Linked DNA regions of Capra hircus: region 2 is linked to region 1. Evidence: chromatin contacts called from public Hi-C data. All regions are on one chromosome and are shown on one strand. The core of a region is the stretch at or near the end of the contact, and the rest is flanking DNA. Distances in the headings are between cores, read along the strand shown.

Evidence for each region. Hi-C and Micro-C count contacts between places; a contact is called where the count stands out from the background.
Region 2: a contact with region 1 is called in a Hi-C map of blood, with 4 times the contacts expected there. The contact joins two enhancer-like sites. A contact is called at or near these places in 3 of 5 Hi-C or Micro-C datasets (all in blood).

Annotation. Positions count from the first base shown.
Region 1 is chr23:37,653,134-37,658,313 of ARS1.2, reverse strand. No RefSeq gene overlaps it. Among named protein-coding and RNA genes, the nearest start is that of TMEM217, 12 kb to the right of the region's middle. Within about 2 kb of position 2,318, at least 1 of the 5 cell types and tissues checked has an H3K27ac peak or open chromatin away from gene starts, as enhancers often do.
Region 2 is chr23:37,816,168-37,822,055 of ARS1.2, reverse strand. FGD2 (FYVE, RhoGEF and PH domain-containing protein 2) reads left to right here. Exons shown (of 16, transcript XM_018039186.1): 10 at 776-855; 11 at 945-975; 12 at 1,622-1,714; 13 at 2,389-2,520; 14 at 5,439-5,585. Among named protein-coding and RNA genes, the nearest start is that of FGD2, 25 kb to the left of the region's middle. Within about 2 kb of position 4,170, at least 3 of the 5 cell types and tissues checked have an H3K27ac peak or open chromatin away from gene starts, as enhancers often do.

The DNA of each region.
Region 1 (5,180 bases), core at 1,069-3,568:
AAAAAAAGCCTGTTTTACTAACAAGTGGTGAGGGGCAGAGAGAAGAGGAAGGAAGCTGAGGAGCGTTTCACGGGGCAGCTCGCTCAGTGAAAGGCTGTCCCAAGGGTCGGGGGCTCAGCCTTCGTCACCAGGGCAGGCTCACCTGGTGGCTGGCTCTTGGGGGCCCTCGTTAACCGCTTGCTGGGGGGCAGGGTAATTGGAACAAGGAAAGTATAGCATCAGCCTGTGCGTCAAGACCTGTGATAGCCAGGAGAGGCTGAAGAAAGGGAAAGACGAGGGCTTCAAAGGCCAAGAGCAGCAATGCTCAAGTGGGGGCTTCTGGGGTGAAAGAAAGCAGGGGAAATGGAGACCCAGGGCTGGGAGGAAAAAAGAAGTAAGACTATGGAAACATTTACACATCTTGAAACCGGCGGGGGAAAGTCAACACAGAATGAAGTCTGTCCTCCGTTGGACGTTGGACTTACAGGTGACAGCGGTGAGGTGGGAAAGATGCTCAGAAATATTCCGTGGTTGTTATGCTCAAGAGCAGGCGCCCCTGGGAGCGGCCAGCAGGGGCCGTGGGAAAAGGGGAGACCCTCTTTTCTCTGGGGAAGTTCCGACCTCTTGCTTCCTCTTGACACCATTGTTCCCCTGTGCAAAGCCTTCACCCTGATGTGGAAACCGCGTAAGAGAGCACAGCTCTACTGTCCCAGGGGGATTTGCACCTTCTCAGGCTCCCACCTTTCCATTTCCTCCCCTCCTTTCTCAGGGCTAAATCAGACTTCTCCCAGGACCCAGCTTAAATGTCTCCTCCTGCAGGAAGACTTCCCTGACTCTCCAACCTCTAAGAGTCTGGACTCCTCCTGCGGCCCCCAGTGCTCCCCCCTCAGTACCGATCATACTGGGGGTCCAAATGGCCCCTCAAGGACCCCCACCGCTCAGTGGGTTGGGAGTCCTTTGGAATGTGTCCACAGTCCTTTGGGCTGTGACTTACTTTTCAGGGCACCCCCTGTTCCTAGTTCAGGGCCTTCTATGCAGTAGATACTCAGCGAACGTGGTGAAGAAAGCAAAGATGGAAAGTCAGAGGTTGTCACTGGGGTGAGGGGCAGAGCTCAGGGCACCGCCCTTCCCAGGGCCTCCTGAGTTGTTCGAAAGGCTGGGAGATGAGGCGGTATTTCTCGTGTCAGCAGCTGGTAGAGGCAGAGGATTAGGGGAGGAAGAAAAGGACCAGGAAGCTGACCTTCTTATATCCTTTGTGGGTATTTCCCCACCTGTAACTCTGTGACTGTCCACAGTCTTCGCCACGGTCTCCAGATGTGAGTGAGAAGAGAGAAAAAGGAGTAGGAAGAGGTCAAGGGAGCGACCATGCCCTGTCCCTCACCAGCCCAGCTACCATAAGCATCATTTGACAATCAAGTAACACCCTCTTCTGCTGAGGGGGTGGGTCCATTGACCCCACAAATATTTACCAAGCACCTGCTGTGTGCTGGGCGTTGTTCTAGGTGCTGGGAAAATAGCAATGAAGAAAATATGGCACTTACATTTTGGGGGGAACATAACTATTGGCCTGGTCAAAAAGTTCATTTGGGTTTTTCTGTTACATCATATGGAAAAACCCGAAAGAACCTTTTGACCAAACCCAATATATATAGTAAGGCAGGTGATAGTCTGTGTTAGGAAAAAGTAAAGCAGGGTAGGGAACTCCCTGGTGGTCCAATGATTACAACTCTGCGCTTTCACTGCGGAGTGCGAGGGTTCAATCCCTGGTCGGGGAACGAAGATCCACAAGTCATGAGGCAAACAAACAAAAACAATAAAGCAATCTTTTTTTTTTTTTTTTTTTTAAAGTAAAGCAGGGTAAGTGGGTTGGAGGGGGTGGGGGAAGGGCCGCTTCACATGGGTTGGTAGGGAAGGCATTTGTGATGGCTTTTGAGCAGACTCCCGACAGAAACAAGAAAGCAAGCCAGTGGACACCTGGAGTAAGGAGGAGACAGGTGCAAAGGCCCTGGGGCTGGAATGTGCTGGGTGTGTAAGGGGGACTGCAAGGCAGCCAGGGCAGCTGGAGCAGAGGGAGGGAGAGAAAGGTGGTGAGGAAGGAGGTTGGACAGATGACAGGGAAATGGATCACTCAGCTCTCAACACTCTATGACGACGGCTTAGGAGTTTTCCTCGAGTGTGGCGGGGGCCCTGGTGGGATATGAATAGCAGAGTAGGGGAGGAACGTGATCTGCCTTGGGTTTCAACAGGATCCCTCTGCCTGCTGAGTGGACAGCTGACTGCAGAGGGAGCAAGAGCGGCGTCAGGGAGGCAGTTAGGATGCTGCTCCTGCAATAACCTGGGCAAAAGATGGTGCCAGCCTGGGCCGGACGGTGCCAGCGGAGGTAGGGAGCAGCGGTGGGATCTGAGTGCACACTGAAGGTGGGGCTGGGAGGGTTTGCTGAGGGGTTGGATAAAGGCTGAGAGAGAAAGAGAACCCAAGGATGATTCCTGGGTCCTTGACCTGAGCAACTAGAAGGGTGGAGGTGACAAAGACTGGGAGTTAAGGCAGCTTTGGGAGGGAAAACCACAGTCTGGATTGTGACTCCTCTTTATTTATTTTTGGTTATGCTGGGTCTTCATTGCGGCTGGGCTTTTCTCTAGTTGTGGTGAGTGGGGGCTACTCCCTCGGTGCAGTGTGTGGGTTTCTTGTTGAGTTCACTTCTCTTCTTGCAGAGCATGGACTCTAGGGTGTGAAGGCTTCATAGTTGCAGCCCATGGGCTCAGAGGTTGCAGCTCCCAGGCTCTAGACACAGGCTCGATGGTTAGCTGCTCTGAGGCATGTAGGATCTCCCCAGATCAGTGATGGAACCCATGTCTTCTGCGCTGGCAGGCAGATTCTTTGTCGCTGAGATACCAGGGAAGCCCCTCAGCACGTTTTGAGATATGTGTGCCTGTGTGCTAAGTCAGTCACTGCAGTCTTGTCCAACTCTGTGACCCTATGGACTGTAGCCCACCAGGCTCCTCTGTCTTTGGGATTCTCCAAGCAAGAATACTGGAGTGGGTCACCATGCCCTCCTCCAGGAAATCTTCCTGACCCAGAGATCGAACCCAAGTCTCTAACGTCCCCTGCATTTGCAGCAGGTTCTTTACCACTAGCGCCACCTGGGTGCATGTATTAGTAATCAATTGCTTGGTAACAAATTACCCCCAAATGTAGCAGCTTAAGAGAACACACATTTATGTTACAGTTTCTATGGATCAGAAACCCAGGGGCAGCTGGCACAGGTCTTCTGACTCCGGGGCTCTCACCTGCAGTGGAGGCGTCTGGCCAGGGCTATGGCCCCCTCAAGACTCAGCTAAGGGAGGGTCTGCTGCCAAGCTCACTTAGGAGGTTGTTGCTAGGATTCAGGTCCCTGGGGGCTGTTGGTTAGCGATGTCCTTCCTGACCATGCTGGCCTCTCCAGATGCTCCCAGTGCGGCAGCTGGCTTCCCTCGGAGAGAGTGAACAACCCTGAGGTCATCGCGGTTTTGTAACCGAATCTTAGAGATGACACCCTATCACTTCTGCTGTGTTTGATTGGTTAGAAGAGGGTTGCTAGTCTAGCTCGCACTCAAGGGGAGGTGATGGGTGTGAATATCAATTGGCAGGGATCTTTGGGAACCACGTAGAGGCACCTGCCCACAGCACAGAGGCAGCAGGACCGACGAGTACAAGTTTCAGGGACACGTCAGACCAGAGATGTCTGTATGGAGGCTACTTACGAGGGGCCTGGACAAGGAGAGCCGGGAATGACTGAGATGGGGGAGAGAAAGGGACAAAGGGCTGAGCCCAGGAGCTTGCCAATACTTGCAGGTCGGGGAGGTTCAGAGGAGCCAGCAAAGGAGACGGAGAAGAAGGGCCAGTGACGTGGGTGGTGAACAGAGAGGGGTGACCCTGGTGTCTCACAGGGCAAGAGAGGGACCTGTTTGCAGGTCAGAGAGGGATCAGCTGGTCAAAAGCCATGGAGAGGTCTGGCAAGAGAAGGCTAAGCTCAGGACTGGGTAATGTGGAGGTCACCTTCACAGGAGTGGTCTCGGGACTTCCCTGGCAATCCACTAGCTGCGAATCCCTGCAAGGGGCCTGGTCAGGGAACTAGACCCACACGCCTCAACTGAGATCTCGCTTGCCACGTTGAAGACTGAAGATCCACGTGCTGCAACTAAGACCCGGCTCGGCCAAATCAACAGATAAAGATTGAAAAACAAGAGCAAGAGTGGTTACGGTGGAGTGGAAGGGATTCCAGAGAGAACGGGAGGCTGGGAAGTGGAGGTGGACACACCACTTTCCAAGGACCCTTGGTGTCAAGCGGGAGCACAGCCTTGTAGCTGAGGCAGCAGGTGACTCTTAGTTGAGCTGATTCTGAGAACTCTGCTTCTTGCTCCACCACTTACACACACACACACACACACACACACACACACACACCCCTGTAGACTAGAGCGTAGACACACACTATGAATCCTCAGTCATCAGCTTGAGGTTCCCTAAGTCCCAGATCAGCCACCCCTAGAGGATCTGGTATAGAAGGCAAACAGCACTAAGCAAAAGCTTGTTGCTGACTGCCATCTGGTGGTCATTTTGGGACCTGCATGCTAAGTCCCTTCAGTTCAGTTCGGTCGCTCAGTCGTCTCCGACTCTTTGCGACCCCATGAATCGCAGCACGCCAGGCCTCCCTGTCCATCACCAACTCCTGGAGTTCACTCAGACTCATATCCATCGAGTCGGTGATGCCATCCAGCATCTCATCCTCTATCGTCCCCTTTTCCTCCTGCCCCCAATCCCTCCCAGATCAGAGTCTTTTCCAATGAGTCAACTCTTAGCAATGAGGTGGCCAAAGTACTAGAGTTTCAGCTTTAGCATCATTCCTTCCAAAGAAATCCCAGGGCTGATCTCCTTCAGAATGGACTGGTTGGATCTCCTTGCAGCCCAAGGGACTCTCAAGAGTCTTCTCCAACACCACAGTTCAAAAGCATCAATTCTTCAGCACTCAGCCTTCTTCACAGTCCAACTCTCACATCCATGCATGACCACTGGAAAAAGCATAGCCTTGACTAGACGGACGTTTGTTGGCAAAGTAATGTCTCTGCTTTTCAATATGCTATCTAGGTTGGTCATAACTTTCCCTCCAAGGAGGAAACATCGTTTAATTTTATGGCTGCAGTCACCATCTGCAGTGACTTTG
Region 2 (5,888 bases), core at 2,921-5,420, 160 kb before region 1:
CTCCTACTTTCCTCTCATTTATTAATTGAAAATCAGATCATTTCTCTGGCAGAGTCGCTCTCAGTCTGGATTCTGCTGACCGCACCCCAGTGGTGTCATTCACTGTGTCCCATGGGCCCCCATATTCCCCAGAAACTGGTAGATGACCACGGGTTCAGCTGTGCCAGAGGACTGCAGCCGGTGGCAGGCAGTGCCCTCAGGGACACGTGGTGGCCGTTAAGTGTTAGAACTGATCAGTGGGTTCAGCAGTTGTGCCCATTAAATGAGAACACGTGCGGGTGCTCAGCGAAGCGCTTTGTGACCGGCAGCCTTCACAGCGGCCTCGGAACCTGCGGAGTTCTGGGATGAGGGTGGTGGAGGACAGGAGGTGGAGATCTGTCCGGTCTGTCGAGCTGTTATCAATTCCTTCATTCACGATATGGGGCAGAGGGTTTCATCCTAGGCCCTATGTCTGCTATTGGAAAAGCCGTGTCCCCAAACCCAGCGTGTGAGCCAGTTTCCATCTTGGTGACCCTTTTGTCGGGAGTCCCCGCCTCACCCTGGGCAGGCTTATCTGCTGAAGTTCTGGGAGCCCCAGGTCCCGTCTGCTCTGTTGATCGAGGCCAGCTCGGGGCACCTTTGCTGGGCTAGACGGAATGGGGAGCCACTGAGCAAGCTCCCCATCCTTGTCTCTCTGTTTGAATTGTCCCTGGGGCACGATCCTCCTCCCTCCCCACCACAGTGCCTGGGGGGGGCGGGCGGGAGCCTGAGCCATCTCTCCCTCTCTTTGGAGCAGGTGCGGGAGCTGACTGACGCAGAGTTCCCCCACTCCTTCCTGGTGTCCGGGAAGCAGCGAACCCTGGAGCTGCGAGCCCGGTAAGCAGGGGCGGGTCGGTGGGGAGGGGAGAGATGGGAAAGCTGGGAGGGGCCGCTCCCCTCAACACCTGTGTTCTCTTTCTGAGCAGGTCCCAGGAGGAAATGATCTCCTGGTTGCAGGTATCAGAACAAAAGCTCCAGGGCCCCAAGGGTTGTGACTGTGGGGGAGGGAGGGGTGCTGAGTGTGTGCGTGTGTGCGTGTGTGTGTGTGTGTGTGTGTGGACGTGTGAGCACACATGCACCCACCTGCTCTTCCTCAGCTCTGTAGTAGTTGTAGGTGTCAGACAGCTTCAGCTCTTGCCGCTGAATGGCCTGGGACAAGTCAGTTATCATCTCTGAGCCTCAGTTTTCACATCTGTTCTATGTTCAGTTGCTCAGTTGTGTCCGACTCTTTGCAACCCCATAGACTGCTGCACACCAGGCCTCCCTGTCCCTCACTATCTCCCATAGTTTGCCCAAGTTCATGTCCATTGAATTGGTGATTCCATCCCACCATCTCACCTTCTGTCGCCCTATTCTCCTTCTGCCTTCAATCTTTCCCAGCATCAGGGTTTTTTCCAATGAGTTGGCTCTTCGCATCAGGTGGCCAAATAGTTTCTCCTCCCTTTAATCAGATGCTGGACGCTTGAAATGTTGTGCCAACACCCGATAGGCTTTTAGCAGTGCTTATTGAACGTGTGGATGGATTCACAGATGAGCAAACCCCTTCTGCCTCCCCCTCAACCGCCTCCTTTTGCCCTGCACCCCCACCCCGACCCTGCACCAGGCCTGCCAAGACGCCATTGACCAAATTGAGAAACGGAATGAAACCTTCAAGGCTGCAGTCCAGAGCCCTGAGGGAGACCCCCAAGAGCAGGAGGTAAATTCAGGCTCTGTATTTCTACCCCCCGACCCCGCTTGGAGCTGCCAGCTTCACACAGGAATGACTCCCTCTCTTGGCTCTACCTAGGTAGCTTGGAGGGTGGGGGCATGTCACCCATCACGAATAATTCGGAGGGATCAGGGGAAGCCCCACACCCCAGCATCACCCTACTCATAGAAACTCAGTGCCAAAGACTCCCTCATTAGCAAGAAAGTCCTTTGGGAGCCTCTTTGTGCAGCTGCTCCCAGAAAGGATTTCAGGGCCATAACTCTGGCTGTGGGGGGTGGGGTGTGTGGGTGTGGGTGTGGGTGCAGGTTGGGGTTTTGAAACTGCCTGAAAAACACGAGACCAAGGGCAAGTGAAAGGCAGGTGGGGTGGCAGTTACAGAGAGTGTCTATGACTATTTCAGCTCTGAGCTCTGAACCGTGGCCTGCTGGGTGTCTTTGCTGAGTCCCTTGACCTCTCTGGGCCTCAGTTTCCTCACTTGTAACGCAGGACGTGGAGAGATTGACCTCCCCCAAGTGTGGTCTTTATCCGTTCGGTCCCCTTCATGTGGGAGACACTGGGAAGCATAGCCCGCAGACTCTCTGCCACAAGCCGGTGGGCAGAGGGCCCAGGGCCCCAGGGAGTGGGCAGGGGGGTCCTGAGGTGCCCACCCCGCTGCCCCACAGCTGCAGTCCGAGGAGCTGGGCCTCCGGGCACCCCAGTGGGTGCGGGACAAGATGGTGACCATGTGCATGCGCTGCCAGGAACCCTTCAACGCCCTGACGCGTCGCCGCCACCACTGCCGGGCCTGTGGCTACGTGAGTACCCCCCCCCCCAGCCCCCATCTGCCAGCCCGGCCCTGCCCACCCTGCCCGCTTCAGCCAGTGCAGAAGCGCTGGGCGCTAACCCGGCCAGACATGTGCGTTACTTCGTTCGGACCTCACGTGTCCACATGTGAAGCAGGTCTCCCCCAACCCCTAATCCCCTTTCTGCAGATGCAACCTGAGGCCCAGGCCGGTTAAAGCCACCAGCTCAAGACATTCCCCAGAGCCGACCCTATTCATTCCCCTGCTTCCTTACCACCGTTTCCCAAGACCCCAGGGCCCAGGACCAGGGAACAGCCTCTAGTGTCAGACCCTTCAGCCCCTTGCAGGCCTTGAACCCACCTCCTCATCAGCCCCAGGCCTGCTACACACACCCGCCCCCGCCCCCGCCCCACTCTGTCCGCTCTTCTTGGCCGACCTCAGCTAACTGTCCCCTCTGCTTGGTGGATCCTCAGCACTAACTGCAGCACCTACTCATTCTGGGGCTAACTCTGCCTGCCACGTTCAGGCCTGTTTCCTCACCTGTACAGTGGGAATCAATAACACCTGGGCGGAGACCTCAACAAAGGAAGCTTCACCCCTTCCCTCTCCTTGGCCTCCTTTCCTTACCCTTCCTCCGTCATGGGGGCAGCACCACTCAGAGGCGCAGCCGCCAGCTGATGGAGGAAGGAACCAGGCCACTCCTTTGTCTTATCGGCTCAGGCCCAGTTATCAGAGGCAGATCTTGCTTTGCTTTTTAAGCACCTGCTGCACTTGAGCTGTTCTCTGTTGACATTACAACCCTCTCCATTCACTCCGCAAACACAGGGAGCCCTTTAATGACCTCAGTCTTTAATGACCTTGCAGGGGGTGCCGGGGGGGAAACAGGAGGAGACCAGCTGGGCAGGTTGGGGCCAGTCAGGGAGGTGTCCCCAAAATGTGTTAAACTGCAATGAGAACAAAAGTAAATTTCCAGGACTGGGACACACCTGTGTTCAGATGTGCATTCCATCCCAGAGCCAAACAGACAGGATCTGGGGATGAACTTCCCTTCTCCGTGAGTCACATCAGGAAATGAGAGTCGAGTCCGCTCGCACTTGTAACTTTGTAAGTCGTTTCTAAAAAACTATTTACAAGAGTTAAGAAATACAGAGAGGCCCAAAGAACAATACAGTGACACCCGTGTACCTGCCTTCCGGGTATGAGGAAGAAATAAAGTATTCTGAGAACTGAATAGATGATCCTTGATCGAAGCCTGGATGGGAAAAGACAGAACCAGATACAGACGTCATTGCTGGGACCATTGAGCGATATTTGCTTATGAAGCATTTGTAGTTAATAAGACTGTATTGATGTTAAATTTCCTGAGTGTGGTCATGATATTGTGGGTAGGGAGAAGAATGTCCTTGTTCTTAGGAGCTACAAGCTACATATTTAAGAGTGACAAGACGCACAATGACTGTAACTTAAATGGTTCAGAAGGAAATATAGATCGAGGGAGAGAGACAGAAAGGGAGAGAGTGAAGTGAAGTGAAAAGTGAAGTTGCTCAGTCGTGTCCAACTCTTTGCGACCCCCTGGACTGCAGCTTACCAGGCTCCTCCGTCCATGGGATTTTCAAGGCAAGAGTGCTGGAGCGGGGTGCCATTGCCTTCTCCAAAAGGGAGAGAGGGAGACATCAAACATGGCGATACATGTTCACAATCCCTGAATTTGGTGGTGGGGGTATCTGTATTATTCTTTCAACTTGTCTTCAGGTTTGAAAGTTTTGAAAATAAGAAGTTGGTAGAGGAGAGAGAAGAAAATAAAAAGTTTCTAATAATGTTTAAAAAAAATTAAATCTCAAAAAAAAAAAAAAATCTAGTTAAATATTCCCAAGGCTGAAGCCCTGTGTGTGAGGGCTTTGTGAGACACCCTTGGCCCAATTCTGGGGTTTCTCGTGCCCGTGCAAACCTTTGTACTCTGTGAGTCATCCTTTCGGTGGTTGGGTGCCCAGTTTCTGCCTCCCCGCCTGCCAGACGGGAATCCTGGTGAGGGTGGGGCAAGCCCAGGCCCTCTCCTACCGGTTCCTCCCAGGCCACGTGCTGTGCTGGGCACACAGGCCGGCTCCCTGATGAGTTACCCTTTCTCCTAGGCTCGCTCTCTTGCCCCCATTTCCAGTCCCACTTCCTGGACTCCCTGTGACACCCTAGTCTTCCTGGAAGTTGCATCCTGCCGTGCCTGTGTTTCTCCCCAGGTTTTCTCATGCCTCTTTCACCCGGTCACCCCAGCCTGCTCTGCTGCAGCCTTCTTGCAGCTGTGGTGGGCTGAGGGACAGCCCCCCTCCAAAGACTACACATGGCAGATCTTCCTGGCGAAAACTGCCAGCCCACCATTTTTATATCAGAACATGCTTGACTCTAAGATTGAGTGGATTGCAAAACCTGGATGACTTAACGCTCAACCATAGGACTGTAAAGGCACGTTCCGAGTGAGGAGGGCTGGCTGCTACCTGTGAGCGGTGTGGCCCTTGCCAAGTCACTGCTCCCTCATTGCAAAGTGAGGGTAAAAGTCCCAAGGCTGGTTCCTTGCTGGGGCCACAGGAAGGCAGGTGAGATGGCGGAAGGGAAAGAGAGAGAGTATTCAGAGAAGTGATGAGATGCAAGGGGTGAGTGCCGGTCAAGCCCCCGGGATCAGGAGCTGCCCCCGCAAAGGGGACCATGCAAGGAGAGAGGCTGAGCTCCTTCAGAGGGGCCCACATCTCAAGCCCCCCAGCTGGGGGCCCTGGAGCCTGACACCAACCCTCCCAGGCAGCAGACAGGACAGGGAGGCCCCACTCTATCTCCATCTCTCTCCTGAAGCCTGTTCTTTCTTTGGTCCCTGGTGATTCTCACGTCCCTAGCTCCCGGGTCAAGGCAGGAACCGCGTCCAAGCCCCTCCCTGCCCGTCCTCCCAGGTGGTGTGTGCCAGGTGCTCGGACTACCGGGCGGAGCTTAAGTACGATGCCAACAGGCCCAACCGAGTCTGCCTGGACTGCTACACCTTCCTCACCGGAAACGTGCTCCCTGAGGAAAAGGAGGACAAGAGACGGGGCATCCTGGAGGTGAGGGTCGCTGCCTCTGCTCGGCAGACGTCTGCAGGGCCTCCCAAGTGCGGGCGCTGTCCTTGGCACTGAAGAACTAGCCCGCTGTGGTCACACACCCCCACCTTCTCTCTGCCCATGGACACCCCCGCTAACATCCCCTACCCCTGCCGAATAAAACAGAGCTGGGCCTGTCACCCAGTGGAAGCAACTTCTGGCTCCAGGCTGCCACCTGGTCTCCTGCCCCTCCCCTGCCTCCCCATCCAGTGGTTCCCACAACCCCCCGGAGCACTCCTGTTCACGTCCCCATGCCCCAGCCGTCCC